Linked DNA regions of Drosophila melanogaster: region 2 is linked to region 1. A link is a contact called in public Hi-C data. All regions are on one chromosome and are shown on one strand. The core of a region is the stretch at or near the end of the contact, and the rest is flanking DNA. Distances in the headings are between cores, read along the strand shown.

Region 1 (6,959 bases), core at 2,584-5,083:
CAGGCGTAACCACTCATGGGCAGAGCAGGGCAGTTGGGGCAGAGAATTCGAATCGACTCCAGTCGAGTCGAGTGGATTGTAGTGGAGTGACTCATGGCCACCAGACAAGGGAAATATGTTTGATTAAGACAAAAGGTTTTGCTTTGTTGCAGCTCGGGTGGGTGTGGCCTGTGTAAGATCTCATATTTTCCCATGCCTTTCATTGTTGCAAAATTTAGTTCAAAGTCGTCGGTTTAATCGGTACGTAAACTAGTCAGCAGTTGCTTAATTAAGTTAAAGGTAGCACGTGGGCTTCTGTAAATACGGGTCTCGTTTACCAAAGAATGTAAACCAAATGAGTCACCCGAAAATGAAGCCAATGTGACAAAAAAATAAAAGCAAATAAAATTAGGAAAAATTAGGTGCTATCACAATTCTTCATGATTTTTAAGATGCAAAATCTCAAAAAAAAAAAATGGGCATTTGCGAATTAATAAAACTTTATTTGCTTAAAATACATAGTTACGAAAATTAAAAAAAAAAACACCAATTACTAATCGCGCCACTGGATCATCAAAGTAAATAGAAGACTATTTTTATTTCAAGTTACAACGTCTGATTGGCCGGCATTTAAGTTAATGACGCTGATCACATACAATACCGAATAGCACACGGCCGTATTAAATTGGTTAACTGGTGGAAAGGAAAGCCTGAATCTTGGTTACCGTTCCGCCCAAGACGATTAACAGGAAATAATTAGGTATTCCCACTCGTTTTGCGGTCGGGTTCACCCCCCCCCCCCTCTCTCTTTTTCCTAACCATTGCCTTAATTTCTACTTTCATCTAATATCAGTCTGCCCGCCCGTTTGTCTTCGATTGCTTGCCAGCTGCGAACGGGAGTCGGAAAATGTTATCTACCCACTAGTTTTTTTTTCGCCAACGACAAACGAGAAGGCAAAACAGCATACACACAAATGATAGTTGTACCGTTACTCGGGGCTGTAAAAAAAATCACAAAAACTAAAAACCGCCGATAACAATTAAAGAGTATATTGCTGTGGGCAAAAAGCAAAGACGATTGAGCAGTCGACGAAATGAATCAGAAACAAGTTCAAGTTCTACTCCGATTACAAGTTCCTTCGGAATCCCCCGCCATCAACTCATAACTAGATAACAGAACCTCTTTAAATGCTGTTAAATGCACACCACAAAAATCGTTCACCAAACGGTTGTTTCACTTGGTCAAGTTAAAGAAAAGATACTTTAATAAATCGACGAGAAGAATGCTTATGTTAATAAAGATTTTAATTATAAACATCCAGTAGTTTTTCATGTTACATTTTCCCTGTAAAATCAAAACAAAACGTACCTCGTCCATCAATACCTAATTGGTCTGGTATTTCTAGTTGGTTGGCTTTCTTAGGGTATTTCATTGCCTCGGCAAGTCTTATTTTTCATGCTTTTCTTGTTATTGCTTTGACTGTATTATGGCTTAATATCCTGGGGGTAAAACTGGTTCATACACACACCAGTATCTGTGTTTCTCTGTGTACATATGGACGGGAATTAACGTATAAATGCCTGAATGTCCACCGATCGATCTCCGTTTGACTCTACTTCTTCGGTGTTTCTGGCTCCCCAGTTAAACCCATTTGTATTTGGTTGGACTCCGCGTACTGTTTTTTTTTTTTTTTTCAATTTTGTTTTTATTACCTTTTGGTGTCGGTTTGGTTTCTTAGCTTTCTACGCCTTTTGCTTCTGGCCTGGTATGAAAACGGGTTCGCATTTTGTCGCTCCCGGTTGTTCTTAAAGATAGCCTGTTTTTTCATGAATCACAATGTAACAAAGGCTCTTTGCTGTATATTGCACCTGGGGTTTTACACGAGGTTACCGAATTTCCATGGGTTAAAAAAAAGTAAGCACAGCTCTGTAAGCACTCGACTATTGAAATTATGTATTCAGGTTTAAAATTAATCCAAGACTGTAAAATGTAGTTTTACGGCATATCAGTTATTAGAATTGGTCAAATTATCTGAGTTTTTAAAGACTCCAAAGAAAACGGTTTGAAAAAATTTATTTTCATTAATGAAAGTTGGGAGCGAAAATTTGCATTTCTTTGTAAGAAAACAGTGTGACATAACATTCCCATCAACAAATTAACACTTGTTGCAAAACCAGATGGGTTTCCTGAGTAATAAAATGACAATAAGCCCGTTTTTAAGAAAAATGGTTGAGAAAATAAATAAATAAAAAAAGATCACACATGTTCTTAATATTCTATATTTTGTTTGTTGCGTTTGAAAGCAGGGAAAACCAAATCGATAATTAAAAATAAACCAAGCGCTATAAATAAAATTATGCACAAGGTGGGTTGACCAAACTCACTCATCAACACCACCACACAGAAAGGGATGTGTGTGTGCAAGACAATTTTATCTGTAGCTGTGTGTAGCTCATAAATAAATCAAGTGTAAATTGAACACAAATCCGAATATAAGAAGAAAGGGCGAGGAAAGGAGAGAATTAGACCAGAGGAAAGCGAATAGGAACAACAGAGAACTTGCGCTGATGACGGCAATAGTAAAAACCGCAAAAAGCGGAAAATCCCAATTAGAATCCACAACATTAGTAACAACAATCAGAACACAGAAAAAAAGTGGGAGCAATTAATTTGTATGTTCTATAAGTTTAATTTTAATTTTTGAATTTTAAAATATCAAAATATTTAAACAACGTTTTTTTTTAGCTCGAAAAGTTAACTAACATAATGTAATGTATTCAAAATAGGTTTGCCTTTGTTGCTGTGTATCCCTGCCAGAAACAGCAAGGTGAAACCGCAAAAGAATTTTGCCTAATTGGAATATTGATTGGAAAAAAAGGTGACACAGTGATTTCTAAACTGTGACTAACTCAAATAATTGCAAATTTAATTAAAGCCCAGAAAACACACTTATACAGGAAGCCCCATAAGGCCCATAGGTGTTCACTAAAAATGAGGGAAATTACATAAGCAATCAAAGAAAACAAACGGTGCTTAAAATAAACAATGATAAGGAAAATCGAGTGATAAGTGCGTGTGTCTATACTTGTTACTTGTGTGTTTGTTGGGTGACTTATCAGCTGGAGATTTGTGAGTCGCTTGTATGTATTTCACTTTTTTCCTCTTGAAGTGCATTACAATATATTTGTTGCTATAATTTCTATTTATAAAAACAAACAATTTCATTACATTTCCAGCACGAGCAATTGAATTCCAATTATGCAAATCAATTGAAAGGCTAACATACAAACATCTGAAACGGATATGCCCCTTTGAATATTTTATTTATATTTAGATACAAATTAGGGTTTCAACGTTGTTTGATTTATATTTCAGTTTTTGGAGATCGGTTTTAAAAAAAATAGCATCTAATTTTTTATTGGCCAGTGGCCAATTTAACTGCTTTCATCGGAAACATTTATCAAATAATATTTGAAGTGTACATTAATTGCCGATGTGGATAAGTCAGCTCAATTGACAATATGGTACAAAGCGATTCAGCTTGTTGTTATTAATGTGATTTTTGTTGTTGGCAATCAAGTCGTAATTGAATTGATATTACGCCCAGCATAACGACATAGCGTAACATGTCAATATCCATTTTCATTGGCATTTGACGCTTTGAAAGGCAAAGTGGCAGTGTGAAGCACAACAAATACATACAACTAAAACTAAATACAATGGCTGCATTCGCATATATTCACGAAGCATAAATGAGCGCACAGTGGCGCTTTCTTCTTCTGGGTCTCCCCTCTGCCTTTCTCTTCATGCATCACACCAAATGACCTATCACACTGATAAGCAAAGAGAGCGCGAGAGCCTTGCACACACACACACACATAGCAAAACCACTCGAGAGCCCCAAACACATACACACCAAAGTTGGCTAGATAAGCGCGCCTTGATTAGCAGCGACGTCAGACAATAGCGAGTCGAAATGAACGAGTGACAAGTGTGTAAAAGGAGAGTGGGAAGTAGGCGCTGCACATCTTAAAATGGGAGGTCAGCCCAAATGGGGAGGCAGGAAAAACTGGAAGGAGATGGAAATAGTGACGGATAAAGAGAGATGCAGGCGCCACTGCACCTTGCACAGTGGGCGGCATACGGAATTAATTAATTCTTTAAGTCATAGCTCTGTGTCTTTGATGGGCATAACCAATTATCTGTCTATGACAATAGTTATAGTTACTAACGTTTACCAACACTTAAGTTGTTGGATTCGATTAGTTGCGGGAGCAGAGTAGATGTAGCTAGGACTCTTCGTCCGTCCCCTTCCGTCCGGCCGTTTCTAAGCAAACTAGTATACTACTATCTGCATCGAACTTCTTGAAGTCTTTATTTTATAAGTCAGAACGGGGCGGAACGTTGTTTTGATCATAAAGTGTTTTTGTTGTTTTTATTGTTTTAAATATATAATTACTGCAAGGGTATACAAGCTTCGGCGAAATAAGAATTCTTGTTTTATTATTTATTTGCCAATGTACCCCCCATGCGGCGTTCAATTTAGGGCTGGGCTAGCACGTCACCCATCCCACTTCCACATCCAAAGCAGAGACAACAATTCCATTGACGACGTAGTCTATCAACGCCACAGCCTCTAACTGAAATTGCACAATGATGTCCGTTACGTTTGTGTGTATGTGAGTGGATGTGTGTATGTATTTATGGGGGCGCCTCAATGGCCGATTGACCTTTGCATGTTAGATTAACATTGAATATGAAATCGAATACACCACACCACCTCCCCCTCCCACCATCCAGCAGTCACATATCCTGGTTGTGGGGCATCTGCACCGTGTATCGGTGTGTGAGCTTCTGTGGCGAATGCTTTAATTAGTTTAGCCTCAGCTGGAACACGTACAAAAGCCAAGAGCTATGCAAATGGGTTCTACAGAGGTCAAATAGTATCCACTTTCTCTGTGTTAGCATAAAAGCTACCAACAAACCAACTGTTTCAACTACATATTGGGGTTGAATAATAGCACAAAAGATGTAATATGCGATTGATCTCTTGTGAGATTAATTTACACCCCGCTTTTTGTACAAATTCAAATTAATCGCCCAATTGAACTGGCTTAAAAAACTGGCGTTCCCCAATTATTTCGCTTAAGGCTTAAAGCGATCCTCTTTCCGATATACGCAACGCATATGATTTTACCTTAAGCTCATTTAATGTTATTTACTCAAGTGCAAGTGATTTTTCTGTCACTTAGCGATGCGGAAATGTGAAGCATTCTGGTTTAAAGGAAATTAAGTTTATTAATTTATTATTAAAGCATTGCTTAAAAACCCCAAGCTATTTTTAACGTAGAGGCACAAAAACAATAGTTAACATTTAATAAAAAAAATCTTTAATCTTATCTATAATTTGACTATATGATCTGACGGTTATTATCTACGCCGCAACCGTATGGAAATTGTCGGTAATTTGCTTTCTAGTGTTTTCTTCCGGCATGCTTCAACCTTTCGGATTATTTAGAAGGGGTGAGAGTGACCCCGAGATAACCCCAATCCCAGCTATTCTCCTTCACCCGTGTAGCCCCCTACGTCATTTACGCTTGATTCCTTCCTTCCGCCTTTGGGGGCCGTTTGGGAATTGACGTGGGCGTGGCTTTTTGACATTGAAAAACCTCACGTGCGTTTGCGTTGCCAACAGAAGTTTTGTTTCCTTCGGTTTTTATTTTGTTTTTTTTTTTTTCTTTGTTTTTTTGCTGCAATGTTTGCAGCTTCTTGGCGAGTTCAATGTCGTGGCCAATGCAATTTAAGCAATGACATTTTCACGTTTTTTCTTATTTATCTTTAATCGGCAGGTCTGTCAGTCGATTGCCGAACCGAAGGCCGGGAAAAGTCAATACAGTGCGGCCCTGTATAATAACCATCATCTAAGTTTGGCGTTAAAGACTTTTTCACTTTCTCATCGACTGCGTATCTTCAAAAAATAAGAAACGTAGGTTATCTAACATATTTTTGCTACGTACATAAACTTTATCTAGAATTAATTAAGTAATGGAAATTCAAACTTATACCAGAGTGGAAAATATTCATCTCAGTTTGCAAATAATTGCTTTTCAAATATGGCTGTTTATTTTATTCATTTACGGACTTGCTAAAACGGATGGCGAATAAACAAATACTGATTTGCTAACATAAGCGTTAAAGTTGATTATTAAGTAACGCAGCTAACAGTTTGAATCTTCTCTTTTACTGATATGGAAAATAAGTTACATTTATGTCTATGCTTTCTTCGGTTTCAGCGACGTTTTCTGAAAGCAATATCTGATTAACATAGAATTAGTTGTCCTGTACTTATAATAGGCCACACCACTTTCAAAATACTCTGGATACTGACAGTAATTCCTGCAATAAACAAGATTGTGGTCACACTGCTGCAGTGTATCTAAAATAGTTTCCCACAACCCTTCTGTTGCATGTCATTCGAAACTGAGCCCTTAACATGTGTTTAACACAAGTGGACGATGTTTGGCAGAGTCAGCAACAAACGAAAAAGTAATAAAAAAAAATAAAATATATGAAAACTAACCCGGTGGACTCCGTGGAACGGTACTTTCAGTGGGAACGAGATGGCGAGAAGGGCCTCATGCATGGAATCCCGTGAAAGACGAAGAAGCAGAGCGTCGCGGGGGATCGCCGACGCCCAATGGCTGTCAAACTGTAAGCAGCTGTTGTTGACTTTGAGGCCGTTCACTCTTCGTTGTTGTGTTTGTTGTATTTGTTGCCGCTGCTGTTGATTTAATGCTGTTGCGTTTGAGAACGTGTTTTAATTTTTATTGCCTTCGTTATAATTGTTTAGTTGGCAGCTTGGCTTGGATTTTTCACAATTTTAGCACTTTTATTGCACATCTGGTTGGCTTGAAAATTAACAAATAAACTTTATTTTTATTTGGCTTTGCAACCATATTTTTCAATCATTTTTCTGCTT
Region 2 (6,712 bases), core at 2,769-5,268, 160 kb before region 1:
TTGCCCCTTTGCTCTTCTGTAGTGCAGTAAACCGAGCTGAATACCTAACAACAATAAGTAATCATAGGATTTTATCTCTTCTTTTTGCAGCACGAGTCAGCGAGGACAGAGAGATGAGCAGGGGCCGAAAAACTCGAAGGAAACCGTCGCCAAACCGTGGATCCATATCGCATCGCTCGAGCAGTTCATCGATGGCAGGGGGGCGGGGTTATCGCTTAGATTAGATTGTCCTATGGCAAATTAGCTTACTTCAACAACGCACACAAACACGCACATATGATATACATAGATACTGTATTATTAAATGTAGGGACATAAGTTTGATTACTCTTTATATACCCGTATATATACATAATTGTGATTTAAGCGATTTTATCAAATCAGCATTATGCGACTCTTTATAAAATTCGTCGTAGTCAGTAAGTGCAAACGAACCCTAACAGAGAACATGCAATACTTGTTGTACATTACCAAAAAACAAAAAAAAAAAATCAAAACAAAACGAAGGCGATAGATATAGCAAGTCGAAATGAGTGTAACAAGTGCCATTAGGACTAGAGCTAGCAGCAGCAAGCGACACACAGCAAGATTATCTCCACAATTTATGCATTTCCCATAGAATACAGATATCGATGCAACAGATAACTAATTAGAGCCAGCTAGACAGAGCTTGTATGTATATTAGCTGATATTCGCAGTGTGGACGGGATTGAGGGATAAATGTTCGATATTCCATTTTAATTAGTACAAACGTAAGACTAACCAAACGCCACAAAAGAACAGATTAAAGTAGATTCCCTTGTTCCTTCCTTGGAGATATTTGCCATACGCACAAAGAAAATTGTAATTCTATACAAGCCCCTATCACAATAGAGATGTTATTTAACGCCGTAATGTGTGTGTCAAAGCTAAAGTGAAATATTGAAATATTGTCCCTAGAAAGACTATATAGATCATATAGAAGTGGTATACGTACACTAAACCTACTCCCAACGGGAATCATAAGCAATGCCAATTGCCGAAGAGAATATATTGAAGAAGGTTTAAACTACCTATTTTTCCATTATCCTCTCAGTTCGATATTTTATGCTATTTCCCACCACCACAAGTTCTATTCGAAAAGTATATCTGTGGGCTAGTCGCCAGACTACAGATATTTTACGAAAACACAACGAAGGCGAATGAAAAAAGGAGTGCATTCAAGGATCTTTCGCCAGCCGGTGTTAGCTTTTTTATCTGTTATATATACACTTACCGATAGGGATTATATTTTACTTGCAATTTTGATATTAATAGGGAAAATGGATTGCTGCTGCTGCAGATCGGTTCATAGTTAAATTTTATATACGAAATGAAATCCCAATATTTGGCCTACAATTATGCATTCATAATTTTTAAAGAGCTTAATTATTAATCGAAAATATACTTGATTTTCTTAGTTTAGCTTAAATGAGTATTAGGCAAGGCAACGAACGGATAGTATTTTGGGGCAGTAGAAACGGGGTTAGATTGCCTTTTTGGAAACCGAAACATACCCGACATTACATATTCGCAAACGCATTTAAGACGAACGCAAAATTTGCAATTAAAAACGTAAATGTAAAATGGAACTTAAGTCTTGAAACCAAACAAAGAACAACATAAAGTAGCATAATTTTTTATACGCAACTTTTATTGCAAATGTAAAGGGACGAATAGGAGAAAGAAGAAGCTGACATCAATTTTGATCGATTCGTAATTATATTAGTATACACTAAAAGAATTGGCTCTATTTCAATTAAACTTAAACGTAGATAAAATACAAAATGCATATTATTGTGCAAGGTCAAAACGACTTGCCAAAATAAACGTAAACAGTATAATAAATAAAAAGATCTAGATATTTAGAGAAGCGGAGAAACAATAACGATACATTAGCGCTTTACCAATCGGTTAAATTCAAAGAGCAAACCCTACTATACGTTTTATGTTTTATGTGTGCACGTTTAATTTGCTTGAAACCTAAGTCGTAATCTATATTCTACCATTATTTAGATATATTTTGCAATTTACCACTTAAGTCAATTTTATACACAGACCCAAATCCATTTAGTACACGTAGTCGTCCCCATCCACTTCGATCATTGAAGATGGCCCTCACAATTGTATGTATTTAGTTTACCTTGCACTGTAATTTTTATTTTGTGTTGTTAAATATATCGTTATTTACTTATTCGACCAAAGCTTTCTGTTTTATAATTATTTACATTGAGGCTGCAGTTAAAATAATAGCAATTGATTTACAAACATCTGAGTGCAAATACTTGCATACATTAGCTACTCAAATGAGCAGTGGAAGTGGTTCCTTTGCTACACTTATTTTCAATTATGAAAATAAACGACCTTAACCGTACGTAAAAACAACAAACACACTAAAAATTCAAATTTTCTGTAAGAGTTACAAACGACTAATATATTAAGGTATTTATTTATAGGGCTTAATTAATGAAGCTTTTATTTTGACTGCACCTAAGACTTGTCCATTACAGCCAAACATCCTCGCGGTATTTGTCCTGCTTCCTCAGTTTTTTTAACAGCTGCGAAGCTTCTTCTTCAGTGAGATGCATAGCCTTCTGCAAGCAACGACTTAAAACACCTGCAATGGACTGCGAAATCTTGGCGCCATCGGCACAAATGTACAACACAGTCTCTGACTTCATCAGGAACTCGACCAGATCCTCACAGTCCTCCTCCAACATATGTTGCACGTAGCTGGGGGATTCGCCTCGCGAGTAACACATCCGTAGGCGCTCGAGCAACGAAGATTCCTGCCACTCCATTAGTTTTTCACGCTTAAGAACTGCTTCTGGGGTCTTGGCACCAATGTAGAGCCAGGATTGCCCGCTTGGCTGTTGCGGCTGCTGTTTTATAAGCTCTTCCTTGTGGGCTAAGAATCCAAGAAAAGGCGCCAGACCTGTGCCAACAGCAATAAGTATTTGGTTTCTGCCCACATCCCGCTCTGTGTAACGGAATAGGTTGCTCATTCGTGGGTAGATAACTACTTTTTTGGAATGCTCCGGACTGCTTTGCTGTGCAGCCGCCTCCAACATGCTGGTTGTGACTCCAGGTTTGAGGCTGAGCAGCGAGTAGATAACGCGAAGTTCGCGATTACTAGCCTCCAAGGGACTGTTGGCAATGGAGTACGGTCGCGGCAGCAGCCGTGGCAAGTGCTCTGCCAGGAATGCCAGTGGTGGCCTGCAGTTGACGCACACTTCAAGAATGTCTATGAAAAGCAGGCCTTGCTCTAATATCAGCGATTGGTAGTACTCGGTGGCCTGTTTAGAGGACAGACAGGACAGGAAACAACGCTCTTTGTCATCGCTTGTAAATCCGGCCAGGGCGCTGAGGAGCTGCTTCTGCGGAACAAAATTAAGGGAGAGGCAGTGGGTAAGGATCTCCCGGGGAGTAGTAGTTGCTGGAATGTGGGCGGGTAGCTTAGCATTCTTATTGGCGCAGTTGAACACCAACTTTAAGTGGCAAGTGGTGTCGGCCTGGTCTAACAGTTCCAGCCGATGGAGCAGACTTTCCACTTGTTCGAGTTTATTAGCAGGCAAAATTCCAATGGTATCCCCGGGCTGGTAATCGAACGTGGACTCCAGAGTCAGCTCCACCACGCGTTTTGTCTCTGTAGCCTTATCAGCAGACACGAGCACCTTGCTCTCCTTTATCTCCACTGAACTTGGCTGGAAATCAGGGCGGGCGAATGGGAACTTTAAAATATCGCAGCATTTAAGTTGGCCGCATGTTTCGGTGGGTCTCTACAAAGATAGGCTTGAAAAGGCTATTCTCACGGTAGCTCCTAACTCACCTGCTCTTCGTCCGTGAAACACAACTCCAGATTACCGACCAGCGGCTTGGCGGGGATGTATTCACTCAATTTATAAGCTCCTAAGTCCATTTTTCCCGTATTTACCAATTCGCATGGGCAGCAGTCAAATCGTTAACAAGCGGTAGTGTTGGAAAGAGTTTATTTACAGCTTCCCTTATCAAGGGAAGCTGTAAAAGATTAAATGTTTATTTTAAATTGGTCTTCATCTTTGCCAAATACAACATTAAGGATTATCCTTAAATTATTTGTTTTAAAAATTATCTGTACCTAACATTTCTTAGCTTGGGAAGGTACCTAATCAGAAACCTACCTTTGTCAACACTGTACGACATCGGTGTTATCGATATGCACAGTTATCGTTAGCATGAGGAGCTTTATTTGTTGCTGAACAACAAACCGAAATCTCCAGTAAATTCGGTAAGGATCAATTTTAAAAAGAATGGCAGGCAACGCCAACAGTGACGACGAATTCCATGATGCGATCGGGGAGGAGATAACCGAAAAAGAGGCCACCAGCACGCGGCAGAGCGAAAAGGACGTGGATGAGATCGTGGAGAAGCAAAACCAGCTGGCGTTGGATGACGAAGCGGAACAGGGCGCGGCTGGTGGAGATTCCATCGCGACACCAACGACAGTGGACTCTGAGCTAACCATTGAGGAGTTGCGCGAACGGGAGAAGGATCTCAGCCCAGAGCAGCTGACAGCTAACAAAGAAAAGGCCGATAAGCTGAAAGTTGAGGGCAACGAGTTGTTCAAAAATGACGACGCCGAAGGCGCCGCCAAGACCTACACAGAAGCCTTAGACATTTGCCCCTCGGCCAGCTCCAAGGAGCGAGCAGTTCTCTACGGAAACAGGGCTGCTGCCAAGATTAAGCTGGAGGCCAACAAAGCGGCCATCGACGACTGCACAAAGGCTATAGAACTGTGGCCGGAGTATGTGAGGGTGCTTTTAAGGTCTTTATTTTAATATCTCCCTTAAAATTTCTAAAGTCTAATTACATCTTACAGGCGCGCCAAGCTCTATGAGCAAGAAGACAAGCCCGACGAGGCTCTGGAGGACTACAAAAAAGTTACTGAGATCGATCCCGGTCAGCAGGAGGCTCGCGAGGCTCAGATTCGGCTGCCGCCAATTATAAACGAGCGCAACGAGAAGCTCAAAAACGAGATGATGTCCAGCTTAAAGGACCTGGGCAACATGATACTCAAACCGTTCGGACTGTCTACACAGAATTTCCAAATGCAACAGGATCCCAACACGGGCTCGTATTCCATCAACTTTAAATAAAAACCTAGCTAGCTAATGCTCTGCAGATCAACAAATAAAGCCGTATTCGTGGATGATGTGTAAAATAATAGTCAAACTGTAGCAAAACGTATCAAATTCAGTTCTCGTACATTTTCACCTCTGTAGAATATGCAAATGTGAACCCATTTTCATAACAAACGGTACCAAAAAAATCCATTAATTATATTTAATGTAAAATGCATGGTGTGATATGCTATTAATATATGAGGTTTGTTCCAAATTTTACTGTCTGGTTTTACAAAATTCAAACGGTTCTTTTGAGAGGTTTTTAAAAGTCGTGAACCAGTCGCAGTTCTCATGCAATCACAACAAAATAGCCACTTGTCATCTCTGTTACTTCGATACCGATAACCATAAATATGGGCGGAAGCAACAGCTGACTGTGACACTTGTGTTCCCCGTGAAGAAGAAGAGCAATTTGTTGGAAAAAATCGCCATTCGCAAATTACAATATTAGATTCGTGCAATCGCAGGCATTAGGTGCCCCCTTATTGTGGGCCAACCCAGTGGCGTGACCGTGAGCAGTAGTGCATGCAAAGATCCAAGAGAACAGCGCTCCCGCACTCCTCCTTACCCTGATATGAGAGCAGTCAGGCGGATCGTGGCCAGTTGATTCCATCCTAGTTGCCAACATGTTCCGGAGTCGCAGCTGGTTTGGCGGACCCTGGGGTGGGCGGCCCAAAAACCGCTTGTCGCTGGAGCACCTTAAGTACCTGTACAGCATTCTGGAGAAGAACACCACCGTGTCGGAAAGTAATCGTGGCCTGCTGGTGGAGTCGCTGCGCTGCATCGCAGAGATCCTGATTTGGGGCGACCAGCATGACTCGCTGGTGTTTGAGTGAGTATTAAGCATCTCAATGTAATAAACCTTAATCTAATTATTTGCAACAGCTTCTTCTTGGAGAAGAATATGCTATCGTATTTCCTGCACATAATGCGACAAAAGAGTGGAGGCTCGAGTTTCGTCTGCGTGCAGCTCCTTCAGACTCTCAACATCCTCTTTGAGAACATACGCAACGAGACGTCCCTGTGTAAGTACAATTTTCAACAGTTTCTATAATACAGTAGACGTAATCATTCCTATGACGTTGCAGATTATCTGTTGAGCAACAACCATGTAAATTCTATCATGGTGCACAAGTTTGACTTCTCCGACGAGGATGTGATGGGCTATTATATACTTTTTTTAAAGACGCTAAGTCTAAAGTTAAACACTCACACAATACACTTCTTTTACAATGAGGTTTGCATTGCCTAAAACACATATTTACATCCATTTAATGTGACATATTCCTTACAGCACACAAATGACTTTCCCTTGTATACAGAGGCTATTAAGTTCTTTAATCATCCCGAGTCAATGGTGAGAATTGCAGTGCGCACCATTTCCTTAAATGTCTACAAGGTTCAAAATCCAAGCATGTTGCGTTTTATTCGAGACAAGTACGACCTTTGCCTTCAGTCCCATGAGCTCCATTAAACTATTTTTTTCTCCCTAGAACGGCTGCTCCATATTTCAGTAATCTGGTCTGGTTTAT

The links. A called contact is a pair of places that touch in the nucleus more often than the background predicts.
Region 2: a contact with region 1 is called in a Hi-C map of the Kc167 cell line, with 5 times the contacts expected there. A contact is called at or near these places in 16 of 107 Hi-C or Micro-C datasets (the Clone 8 cell line, the Kc167 cell line, the PNm cell line and 8 more).

Annotation. Positions count from the first base shown.
Region 1 is chr3R:16,282,010-16,288,968 of dm6, reverse strand. The region is part of intron 2 of gish (gilgamesh); the gene reads right to left. Among named protein-coding and RNA genes, the nearest start is that of gish, 12 kb to the right of the region's middle.
Region 2 is chr3R:16,440,513-16,447,224 of dm6, reverse strand. CG14882 reads right to left here and starts at 4,018. Exons shown (of 2, transcript NM_001275708.1): 1 at 3,848-4,018; 2 at 2,215-3,797. The coding sequence starts at 3,937. The coding sequence ends at 2,523. Ttc1 (Tetratricopeptide repeat domain 1) reads left to right here and starts at 4,218. Exons shown (of 2, transcript NM_001275707.1): 1 at 4,218-4,822; 2 at 4,877-5,382. The coding sequence starts at 4,308. The coding sequence ends at 5,153. It overlaps ema (endosomal maturation defective), which reads left to right and starts at 5,564. Exons shown (of 11, transcript NM_142285.2): 1 at 5,564-6,012; 2 at 6,066-6,205; 3 at 6,269-6,417; 4 at 6,475-6,617; 5 at 6,674-6,712. The coding sequence starts at 5,807. It overlaps Pak3 (Pak3,), which reads left to right. Exons shown (of 2, transcript NM_169719.3): 2 at 91-2,218.